Regions from separate parts of the Zea mays genome. Here all the other regions are linked to region 1. A link is a contact called in public Hi-C data. All regions are on one chromosome and are shown on one strand. The core of a region is the stretch at or near the end of the contact, and the rest is flanking DNA. Distances in the headings are between cores, read along the strand shown.

Region 1 (3,925 bases), core at 322-2,821:
CTCCTCGATAGTATCACGAGGAGGAGCCCCCGCACCGACGCCGCCTGAGGTGGCGGCGGGTGCCGTGGCCGCAGCCGGTGTCGGAAAGCGGTGGTAGTCGTCGGGCGCGGCGAAGGGCGACCGCGACGGCGTGGCGAAGGACAGCGGCGGTCGCAGCGACTGCAGGATCTTCTGGGCGGCCGGCGGCCTGCCGCTGCCGACCCCCGACATATGGCTTCTGCTCCCCGGCCGGCGGCGACCCCGGATCTCGCGCGATCGTGCGGAGGGGCGCCGGGCCCCCGGAACCAATCGGCGGCTGGGGAGGCCGGGGCACTCTCCGGAGCTAGGGTTCCGGCGGGGTGGGCGGCGAGGACCGGCGAGGCTGGAGGCGGGCGGTGGCCGGTGGGTGGGGTTAGCGAGGAGGGAGGGAGGTGGAAAGGGGGGAACAGAATAGAGGAGGAAGGGAGAGAGAAAGAAGCAGAAAACGAGGGAACGGGGGCGAGGAGGGAAATTAAGTAGAGCAGCATTTGGGGAAGGGCCTGCGGATGGACATGGACCATCGAAGGAACCGTCGCCGCCGTAGCCTGGGCCAGATTTCTAATGGAGCCAGACACGCGCTTTCGTTCTTGGGCCGCTCCCGCGGTTCTTTTTATTTTTATTTTATCATTTTATTATACCTGGCAGTGGCACTTTGGGTTAACTTTCATTTGAACTCATCCAAGTCCAGCAACAAAAGGAGAGAATACAATAAATTGTTTATTATTTTCTCTAAACTTCGCTTCAAAAACTAACCATTAAAATCCCCAGAGAAAACATTTTCTGTGCACGATTTTTCTGCGCAATTTTCACGTTCTTGATTTTTTAATGCATCGCAATGATAGAAAGCAGTTGATGTACTGATGATGCATGGAGTATCGCAATTATTCCATTCCACGCTCCTGCAAATATCAAACGTAGCCAATCAACCATTTTTTGTCTGGTGCGTAATGCATGCCACACACGGTATTGATGTTGCCGCGGCTTCAGACCATCTCCCACCGTTCTCTCATATTTATCTCTGTATCTATACTTTCTATTATATTTTACTACGATTAAAATACTTTCTATACTGTTTTTAACCATTTACCCTATTTAGCTCCCCCTACCTACTATAATCTAGTTATTTGATATTTGTAAGTTTTAAAAAAACATAGACTATTTATACTATTATAATTCACATTGTTTTCAAATAACAATACTTAAAAGGAATTAATATCATAAAGTGACGGAATAATTAAAATGTGGAGGAAAATTGGAATTTACCCCATATATTGGGGAGGTGGCTCTCTCCCTAGTATGGAGTGGGTTTTCACTTTTCACCCCAAATGTCACCCCACGTGGGGTGGGGGAGATATACGGAGCACCGTTGGAGGTGGCCTCACGAGAGATTGCGGTACCCTTCGCCGGCGGACATGTGCGACCCAAGCTGCCAAGCAGCGCAGGCACGGGCCAGAATCGAGAAGGCGAGGACCGAAGAGCTCGTGTGGCGCTGACACGTCCCTATTTAAAACCTCCTCACTCACTCAGCCATAGCCAGCGCCAACCCCCGGAAAGGCGGAAACCCATCGCAACTAATCCCCAACCCCAAACCTCCAATCCACCCATCCCCTCCTCATCCACTCCGGGCGGCCATGGCCTGCTCCTTCGCCGCCGCGACCGTCGTCTCTTCCGCCCCCACCCCGGCCGCCAGGCCCCTCGCCGTTGCCCCGCAGTCCGTCTCTGTCTCCCGCTCCGCGGTCGCCACCGCCGCCAGGCCGCTCCGCCTCGTCGCCTCCAGATCCGCGCGGGCCACCAGACTCGTCGCCCGCGCCGGCGGCGTCGTAAGTTCTCCTCGCGTCTTGCCTGCTGCGGGCTTACTTCACACCCTCTCCTAGTTTGCGCACTCACGGCTCATGCCCTTGTGCCTGTGCTACGTAGGATGACTTGCCGCTGGTCGGGAACAAGGCGCCAGACTTCGAAGCCGAGGCCGTGTTCGACCAAGAGTTCATCAACGTATGTGCACCTCTCTCCACGCAATCTCGCGTGGTTTTATGCTGTGGCAGCAGAACTCTGAAATCTGTCATCAGTCATCCTTTCAAATTGCTCTTCCATTTGATGTGGCTGGCGGTGACATTGCTCTGTGTGCTTTTGCAGGTGAAGCTCTCTGATTACATCGGGAAGAAATACGTCGTTCTGTTCTTCTACCCCTTGGATTTCACCTTTGTCTGCCCGACCGGTGAGGATAAAACAGTAGCATAAGTATCAAGAAGATTCGTTTGGAGTGGATCTCTGAGATTCTGATGAACGAACGCCTGATGCTTGCAGAGATTACTGCCTTCAGTGACAGATATGAGGAATTCGAGAAGTTGAACACTGAGGTTCTTGGTGTCTCTATTGACAGTGTGGTATGATATAATGCCCTCATATTCCATGATATGGTAGCATCTATCAGTACGAATTAGTCATCAATTGTTCTATAGTTGACATCTGATATCTCTACTGCTTGTGTGGATTGTTCTTTGTTCTATGTCGTAGTTAGCTCTTGAAGTACATTTCAGATTTGATATGTGCTAGGAGCCCATAACGGGAATATAATTATTATGGTTGAACTGCTCCTGTGATGAGAAATTCACGTGCTACTGCTAGGTTGTCTTTGGAGCACAAGCACAACTGTATTTGTGTGCATGGTTCTTGACCATAGTCACATTATTTCTAAAGCTAATTCTGGAAAGTATGTTCATGTGGAGTTAGGAAACAATAATTATACAAATACACAATGTTCTATAACAGTAGAACCGCACATGCCTTTTTTCCTTTACACTTGCCCATTTCAAGTTTTTTAGTAAAGTAGTAGGGCCACACATGCTGATTTTTCCTCATGGTGAAAGATATGTGCCACACTTTACGAATGTAACTATTAATAGAAAAATCCATCTACATGAACATAAGAGCAGTGTCACTAGGGATGAAAACAATGAGAAAATGTTAAATTACAATATAGAGTCTGAAAGTAGTTGGTATAGGATTTTCCTGTTCATTGTACAAATAACTGAAAAACCGGTTGTGCTAAAATCACAAAATGACAACTTTCATGTTTTGATAGAAACGGAAACAGTATCATAATACGGAAAACGATATTGGTTGGTATGGGATTTTTATGTAATGCTTTCACCCCTACGGGCTATTTGGCAATTCCATTTTCCCAAGTGAAAATGAACTAATTTTCCTTGGGAAAATGGAAACCCCTTGGAAAAATGGGGTTGCCAAACTAGCCCTAAGTGACACATTACTATGTTAGATTCATTTTCGGATTTTATATCGGGACTAACTACTCACATTACACTTGAGGCCTTAAATTTAACCTTTGTTGGCACAAAGGAAATGTGTTCTAGCTTCATGGTCTTATTAAATTGACCGTTGCTCGCTAAAGTTCTTAACAAAGCTTTGGGAAATTGCGTACTTCCCTCCAATCGTAAACATATGACACCATTGACTTTTTACTCAAACTTTGACGAACAATATTATTTAATTACTTAGCTAAGTAAAGTGAAAAGCTAGATCTATCATCAATACTACTACCCTTGGATGTTTGTCTATTTGTGCAGATATTTATAGAAAAGACAAATCATCAACAACAACAACAACAAAAAAGTCTTTTAGTCCCAAGCAAGTTGGGGTATGCTAGAGTTGGGTAGGCTAGACAAATAATCAAATGAATAAAAAGAGTCCATGGTTACATGGAAGGAGTACTATGAAGAATGGCCTGTATATTTGAAGTCTTTTTACAATTATGATTTGTTTTTACTCTCTTCATTCCAAATTGTAGGTCGCTTTGGTTTTTCTAATAGCTAGACATGGTGTATATCTAGGTGCATAACAAAAGCTATGTACCTAGAAAAGCCAAAACGACATATAGTTTGGGATGGAG
Region 2 (3,655 bases), core at 94-2,593, 190 kb after region 1:
GAATTTTTCAACTCGTATCCATATCCATCGGGTACGAAACCCGTGGGTATCCATACCCACGGATCCAATTGCCATCCCTAGTCGTATACTAAGCAGAACAATGCCGCTTGTTCTGTAGTCACTATCTATCTATGTATCTATCTATCTATTATTGGAGACATGGACAGAAACAATCATCAGTATAACATTGACATCATCCTGTTAGTAAAAACCATAGTGCCGTTCCTAGCTAGTAATGCAATGCGTAGCTGCGTTTGGTTGTAAAAACATTTGAGGATAATAAAAGGACGAAATCAAATAATTAATACACGTCATGGTACAACTGAGTTGAAGTTTCTGGACAGCCATCTGGCGAAAGCAAATAATTTATTCCCCCGGCCCACAAGAGAATGAGAATTGACAACGAGACATGAACAAAATTAAAAGAACCCAGTTAACGGCGGCCGGCGCACCCAGAGATGAAATTTGAGTAGCACGCAACAATACGTAGGGGGCAGGACAGGGAGGGCACTTGTTTGGTCACAAACTCACACCTCGACGCTGCATCCTGTGGGCTGGGCGAACTTGAGCGACGTCACGGTGTTGTTGACGCCGGGGTAGCCCGCGGAGAGCACGGCGGGGCAGCTGACGAAGAGGTGGTAGCTGCCGGAGACCCAGCTGCCGACCTTCCACTTGACGCGGCCGTCCACCTTGACCTGCAGCGCGACGAAGCCCGCGGCGACGTCCTGCTTCATGGCGTCGGCGACGTAGGCGGCAACGGGCACGGACTCGGCCGACAGCACGGGGGACCAGACGGTGAAGTCGCGGTGGCCCTGGTACTGCGGCGGCAGAGACACGGGCACCGTCACGGCCTCGTCGCGGTAGGTGACGAACACGTCCAGGCGCTTGTAGAAGATGCCCACGCGGTCGTTGGGGTTGCGGGAGGCCAGCGTCACCTGCGCCGACGCCGTCAGCGACGGGTCGCCCAGCGAGATGGGCCTGCGCAGCTGCAGGTCCTGCAGGTAGAAGGACGGCTTCGAGGGGCGCAGCGCCAGGTACACCACCAGCGAGACGAAGGCCACGATGAGGACCAGCGCCAGGAGGCACGACGCCATGCACCCGCAGCAACGCCGCAGGTGGTGCTCGTGCTTGTGGTGCTTGTCCTTGCTCATGGCTGACGAGTGACGACGACGACGACGACCTCGGCTACCCTGCTCTGCAGCTCACCGCTCTGCTCTGCTATCCGCGGTGCTGTGGCGGCCGGCCTGTGGGTGTGAGCCTGTGAGGTGTGAGCAGATGAGCTGAGCTGGCTTTCGTTTTGAGTGAGTGAGTGAGGAGTGATGAGTGGGTTGGTGACTGAGCCGTGCGGTCTAGGAAAGCGTAATGGCTTTTTTTAAAAAAAAAACTGTAGTGGCACACCAAGCGGGCTACCCCTACACTACACTACACTACACAACACAAAACACAGCGCATGCATGTGCCACTCAAAAGGGTTCCCTTCCCTTGCTAGCACAGCACGATTGGTTAACCCTCGCGGCAGGGTTGAGCCTGAGTAGAGCAGACAAGCAGAGAGCGGCGGCCGGAAAGCAACGTCCCAACCGAAGAAGATTCCTCCATCTGCTAATCCGGCACATAATTCATCCAGTACTGGGCCACCGGGTCAGCCACGGGGACGTCGGGTTGTGCGTGTGCATGTGCGCTTTGAGATTCGTGTCCACCTTTCACCTTTGCTTGAGTGCGACGCCGGGAAGTACACACGTCATAGCTTGAGATTCACTCAGCCACGCTTACATTTTAAACCCACAGGAATAATGGTGGCCGACGCGACGGTTGCCCGTTCGACCCTCCAATCTTGGTTACCTATATCCGTTTTTATTTTATAAAAAATCTGGGTCTACCTTCTTCTCATTCTCATTGACCACTACTCCTGCTCACTACTACATATTTTATCTATACAGACGGCTAGGATGTAGAAAAGGACCTAATTTAGTTCTGATAATTAAGTACCAACCATACGGACTAATGCTTTTTTTATTGAGTATGCATAGAGGTTTTTGTTTTAGTTGCTTAGTTAATTGGCTCTTTAAATAGATGTTTTGCAGGCTCTTTTGAGTTCTTTACTTTCTTTAGCAACCTTTTGCTGATATTGTTGCATACATAGAGCTCAAGCGACCGCTCCAACTCGCCTGCTAGCTTCGTGATCTCACTTGTGTGAGATTGCGAGTGATCTAGCGTATTGCAAAAAAAACGAGAGATTGTGTGTTACCTATCTGGTAGCACTAGGCAATCTTTATGACTCATTATTTATTTTTTTTTGAATATCACCGGGGGATAGGATCCCCACCTGAATTGCATTGCTTATTGCGGCCAAATCGCCTATTGATAGTACAGCAAGGGGATATGGATTACATAGATTACATCGAAATGGTAACGCTACGTTACATGCAAAACACGACACCAGGCAGCCACGATCTAGTGGTCCTCATGTCGCAGCCTGGACCTCCAAAAACCGGCTTCAGAGCGGCACAACAGCATGGTAGCCGCAAGTGGGGATCTTTCCCCACGGAACACCACAGCATTTCTGCGCTTCCAAAGCTGCCAGCAACAGAGGAGAATAAACATGTTGTAGTGTTTCGCAGGGATAGCGGACGGCCGAAGCAGGCTCAGCAGAACGTTGCTGCAGTCTGAGGCAATCGTAATTCCCAGAGCACCCCAGAAACTGGAAGCGAAGCCGCAGTGGAGGAAGATGTGCGCTGTGTCTTCAGGGGCTCGACCATAGACCTCACACATAGTATCTTGGACAATTTGTTTCCTGGCCAGGTTAACGCGGCACTGGATGCGACCGTTGTTGACAAGCCAACCAAAGAAACAGACCCGAGGGGGGGCCTGGTTGCGCCAAACAAAAACAGCCTCAGCACTGCGCATCCCCTCGCCACAGCGCATGACACGGTAGAGGCTCCCTGTGTGTAGATTACCTCCAGCGCCAGCAATGGGGCAGTGACGCACATCCGGCGCCTCGGACAGCAACACGTCGTCGAGGACCAACTGTAGTGCACCGCGCTCCGCGACGGCTTGCGAGGTCAGGCGCGGCACGAGGTGTGTAGCAAGGCCAGCTTCCAGGACATCACGCACACTGACCTCGGGATTCTTGGCGTGACTGAAGAGGGATGGGAATTTGGTGGACATGTCATCTTCCCCGTGCCAGGCATCAAACCAGAAAGCCGTCGACCGCCCATCTTTGATCGAGCACGTAGTGATCGATCTGTAGAGGGGGAGCAGGGCGCGCAGAGTCATCCAAGTAGTCGGTTATTTCGGTGATTTTCATCGCCTAGCCTACTTGGCGCTTGTGGAGTACTATCTGAAAGGGAATTAGGCTTACACCTAGTTCCTAAAAAGATTTTGGTGGTTGAATTACCCAACACAAATAATTGGACTAACTAGTTTGCTCTAGTGTATAAGTTATACAGGTGTAAAAGGTTCACACTTAGCCAATAAAAAGACCAAGTATTGGGTTCAACAAAAGAGCAAAGGGATAACCGAAGGCACCTCTGGTCTAGGGCACCGGACTGTCCGGTGTACACCGGACAGTGTCCGGTGCACCACCGGACAGTGTTCGGTGCACCAGAGGACTCCAACTTAAACTCGCCACCTTCGGGAATTTCCAGAGGCGCTCCGC
Region 3 (3,946 bases), core at 528-3,027, 230 kb after region 1:
TATATATCTAGATGCATAACAAAATCTATATGTACCTAGAGAAGCTACAACGGCTTATAGTTTGGAATTAAGGGACTAGTAAATATCTTTCCGGTATAATGATGTTTAGGCTCCCTTTTAATTGTACAGAGCCTATGTAATGTATGCATCTTGGAAAAAATAAGAATTCTAATTGACACATAACATAGACTTTGACTGTTGGACAATCTGGGGGAGTAGTATTATAAAACTCAAGGAAATTGTTGCTTTCACAATATTCAACCAATCAGGGTTTACGAACTAACTTTTCAACACACCACATACCCACATGGTTTGGACTACTTATGCTGCCAAGATCATATGACAATAAATTCTATCTGGCATTGCTACTGATGGTGACATAAGTTAGTGTCAGGCAACGACTATTGTACAGTTATATTTTAAATGCAAGCGTGCATGTGAGACTCATGGTCCGTTAGAATGTTAGATCGTGACCTAACCACATATCACATTTAACACTTAAACCCATCCACCATCAGCTCGCGTAGATTTATAAAAGACCTCTAACAAACCATAGTTATATCTACGGTGGGATAATGATCTAACGGACCAAGAGGTTCATTACACACTTGCACCTAAGACCTGATTGCATAGTAGCTGTTGTCGTTAGTGTTACTCAATTAGAAGCGCCATCAGTTAATTTAATTTCTGCAAAGCAGTAGAGTGTCGTGTTCCATTTCTGTTGGCGAGAGCCAAAGTTCACATCTGCACTTGATAATTTATATCTTTCTAGCATTTTCACTAAAAAACTCCAGTTTAGTAAAAGCAGCAATGTACCGCTACTTTACCAGAGAATATTCGAAGGAAGTATTTTAGATATTTCACTCACAAATGTAAGTGTACCTTTTAAATGACTTGTCTTGATCAGGGTGGCCAAAAGCATCACAGGTATCAGCAGTTCCATTGGCCACATTACCATTCATACCGCTGGAGGCATCGATGCTCAAGTACTGCAAGGGGTTGCTGGGTACATTCTCAAGCACAGCATTTACCATGGAACTCTCTGAAGTTGTCAGCCTACTCTTCTGTCTTGGTGAATTCGGACCATAAACACAGCTAGCCTCGACCACAGAACCGCTTTCACCACCTTCGCCAGCATCCAACAAGTCATCAGCTTCACCACCAGAGATTTGATTGCCTTCCTCAATTCGACAAATTGGGCTTTCAAATGTTGACAGAGCATCCAAGATGGCATCAGAATCGCTACAGGCCCTTCTGAGAGGAGGAAGCTTGGGAGCTTTCCCGGAATCTGCAAGGAGATCATCGAGCCAGCACGGTGGCTCACTAAAGAACGTATCCCCAGATGGAAACCTGCAGCTCTGCGTGAACATGCTGTCATCCCTTCGAGTGATCTGAGGACCCAGGGGTGGGCAGCGGGGTGGGAGGTGTGGCGACCGAGACATGGCGAGAAAAAGCCCTCGTATCTTTGATGGCCTTCCTCTTTTGGTTCTGCTAAGTAACTAGAGCCAATCGAGCATCCCTTGCGTTGTTCCTTTCATATGGAAAAACAGCAGCTTTGGGTCAGATCCGAATGTAAAATAGCCTGCATTAGGGTTTGGGAAGGGTTTGGTGTGCTCGATTTCGCACAGCAGGAAGAGGAGTTGCTGGCATACCTGGTGGATGCTTGTTTCCAGCCAAAGGGCCGACGAAGACCTGGCGAAGGTCGACGCGGGTGCCCAGTCGGCGCCGCCAAAAGTGAGGGGTGTGAGTAGTGAGGGAGGAGAAAGGAAAGGGAGGCGTGATTCGGGTGAACGCAATCGTCGAGGACGCGGTTGATCAACGCAAATGGGCCTTGCGGCCTTGAAGCTGGCGGCGGAACGAAATGGGCCTTGCGTTGCAGTCCTGGGCTCCTGGCTCATGGGCAACGGCCTTGCGTTGCCAACCCCCGGACGGTCCCCGCTCACTTCCCGACCGCACGTATGCCCACGTCACCGTAGCACCGTTCCACCCCACCACAAAGCTGGATTCCACATCTGCCCTGCGGATCCAATTCTCCAATCACTCTCACTGCCATGCCGACCCCACAGCAAGAGCCAGCCACGGATTGACGGATGGGATACCTCCAAGTCGGAACGCGGCTTCCTTCCTCCGGCGGTCCGGCCCGAATCAACGCGTGGCGTCGGAGCTCCGTGGCGTCGTCGTCCTCTCCCCTCTCTTTCCCAACACCTCGCGTGTTGTCTAGCACTCTAGCTGCTTCTCTCGGTTCTCGCGACTCCCAAACGGCAAAACGCCAAAACCCTAGCCGCGGCCATTCCGGAATTGGCCATGGAGGCGAGGGCGTCGCCGCGTCCGTCGGTCTCCATCGGTGGCGGCGGCGGCTTCGGAGCTGGGCGGGGTGACGACAGCGCCTTCTCGTTTCTCTCAAAGGGGTGGCGCGAGGTGCGGGATTCCGCCACCGCCGACCTGCGCCTCATGCGTGCGAGGGCTGATTCCCTCCGCACGCTCGCGGACCGCGAGCTCGAGCACATCCTCGCGTCCGCCTCCACTGCGCTGACCTCCGCGCCGCCGCCGCCGCTCGCCGCGGGGGCGCCCATAGCCGAGCTCGAGTTCGTGCGCACACGGATCCAGCCCAAGATCTCCGAACTGCGGCGCCGGTACGTGTCGCAGGAGCGGGAGCTCGGCCGCAGGGTGCTCGAGGGGTGGGCGCCGCGCGGGGCGGGGAAACCCGCGCGCGCACGTGTTGACCTCTCTGGGATCACCGCCATCCGCAACGCCATCGTCTCTGAAGTGGATGGCGGGGAGCGCTGGAGGCGCGTGGTGTGGAACGGGGAGGCGGAAGAGGGGAAAGAATGGGAGGTGCTCAGGATGATACGGGACGGCATCAAAGAGTTCGAGCGCCGGAGCCAGACCAAGGAGATTTTTGAGGGATTGCGCAGTACCGGCGAGCTCGTCGAGAAATTCAAGTCCAGCCTGGTAATTTTGCACAGCCATCTCGCAGATTATTCTAATTAATTGACCAATGTTGCTGCCCTGCTTTGATTTGGTGGATTGCCTTGGGAATTTTGTAGAATTTGTTTTTAGGAATCAATTCAATGTCTCCTATGCGATTAGGCTCTAAAGAATTAATATGAACCAAGTGGACTAATGGAGTAATGATCATATGCTATCGTGATAACCTCTGGCATTAGTTACTTCAGTTCTCTTCTCTACTATAATAATTCACCAGTTTCAACGATCGTTCTGCATAAGTCTATTCCCCCTTACCAGTGGGCGATTATCCTGATAGATAGACCGTGAAAACCACCCAAACCTCTATTAGTGGGCCATTACCCTATAGATGGACCGTGAGAACCACCTGTTGAGCACCAAAATTGATCGTGCGGACGGTCCGACCCTGAGGCCGGACGGTCCGCCATAGCGGCGCGGACTGTGCGTGCGTGCGCAGAATCAGTTAGGGTTCTAGATTTCTTGCAGGATTTGTTAGCAAAACCTGTGGGGTTAACTTGAGAACTGACTTGTAACAGGTTCAGACCTCCCCCTTTATATAGATAAAGGGGTACAGTCGATTGAGACCCCCCACAATCGATCCAATCAAACCTATTATTCATATTTACCTTATTTGCAATGTTCTTTCCATTCCTTAGGAATAAGAGTAATCTAGCCTTAGTGTAGCCCTAGTATTAGTCTTCCTTGACCTATTACTTGACCTCTCTTCGGCCCGCACGGTCAATTTTGGTGCTCAACACCACCTAAGCCAAACACAACAGGAAGCCGCATGTAGCGCAACGCTCCCTCATAGTACCACCCCGCTAGGTAAAGATGAACGAGCGAGCTATAAAAAAGGGGTCGGGCTACTTTTCAATTCATACCTTTCTAGGCCTTTTGGCTAAGATAAAGTGTACTATTTCTTCTTGTGTACCGTCCAACGCACTGGTATTGTAGTAGTGTATCAAGAAACTGCAGAGCA

The links. A called contact is a pair of places that touch in the nucleus more often than the background predicts.
Region 2: a contact with region 1 is called in a Hi-C map of bundle sheath, with 6 times the contacts expected there. The contact joins the promoter of LOC100282844 here to the promoter of LOC100217217 in region 1. A contact is called at or near these places in 4 of 25 Hi-C or Micro-C datasets (bundle sheath, ear, leaf and 1 more).
Region 3: a contact with region 1 is called in a Hi-C map of ear, with 3 times the contacts expected there. The contact joins the promoter of LOC100272272 here to the promoter of LOC100217217 in region 1. A contact is called at or near these places in 2 of 25 Hi-C or Micro-C datasets (ear and tassel).

Annotation. Positions count from the first base shown.
Region 1 is chr5:173,172,893-173,176,817 of Zm-B73-REFERENCE-NAM-5.0, forward strand. LOC100217217 (2-cys peroxiredoxin BAS1) reads left to right here and starts at 1,572. Exons shown (of 7, transcript NM_001143574.1): 1 at 1,572-1,838; 2 at 1,936-2,010; 3 at 2,152-2,233; 4 at 2,323-2,402. The coding sequence starts at 1,650. LOC100285220 (transcription factor E2F3) reads right to left here and starts at 464. Exons shown (of 14, transcript NM_001158114.2): 1 at 1-464. The coding sequence starts at 210.
Region 2 is chr5:173,361,990-173,365,644 of Zm-B73-REFERENCE-NAM-5.0, forward strand. It overlaps LOC100282844, which reads right to left and starts at 1,344. Exons shown (of 1, transcript NM_001156135.2): 1 at 258-1,344. The coding sequence starts at 1,151. The coding sequence ends at 528.
Region 3 is chr5:173,405,233-173,409,178 of Zm-B73-REFERENCE-NAM-5.0, forward strand. It overlaps LOC100272272, which reads right to left and starts at 1,778. Exons shown (of 5, transcript NM_001146760.1): 1 at 1,653-1,778; 2 at 883-1,531. The coding sequence starts at 1,442. LOC100286172 (digalactosyldiacylglycerol synthase 1) reads left to right here and starts at 2,211. Exons shown (of 7, transcript NM_001159060.1): 1 at 2,211-2,952. The coding sequence starts at 2,305.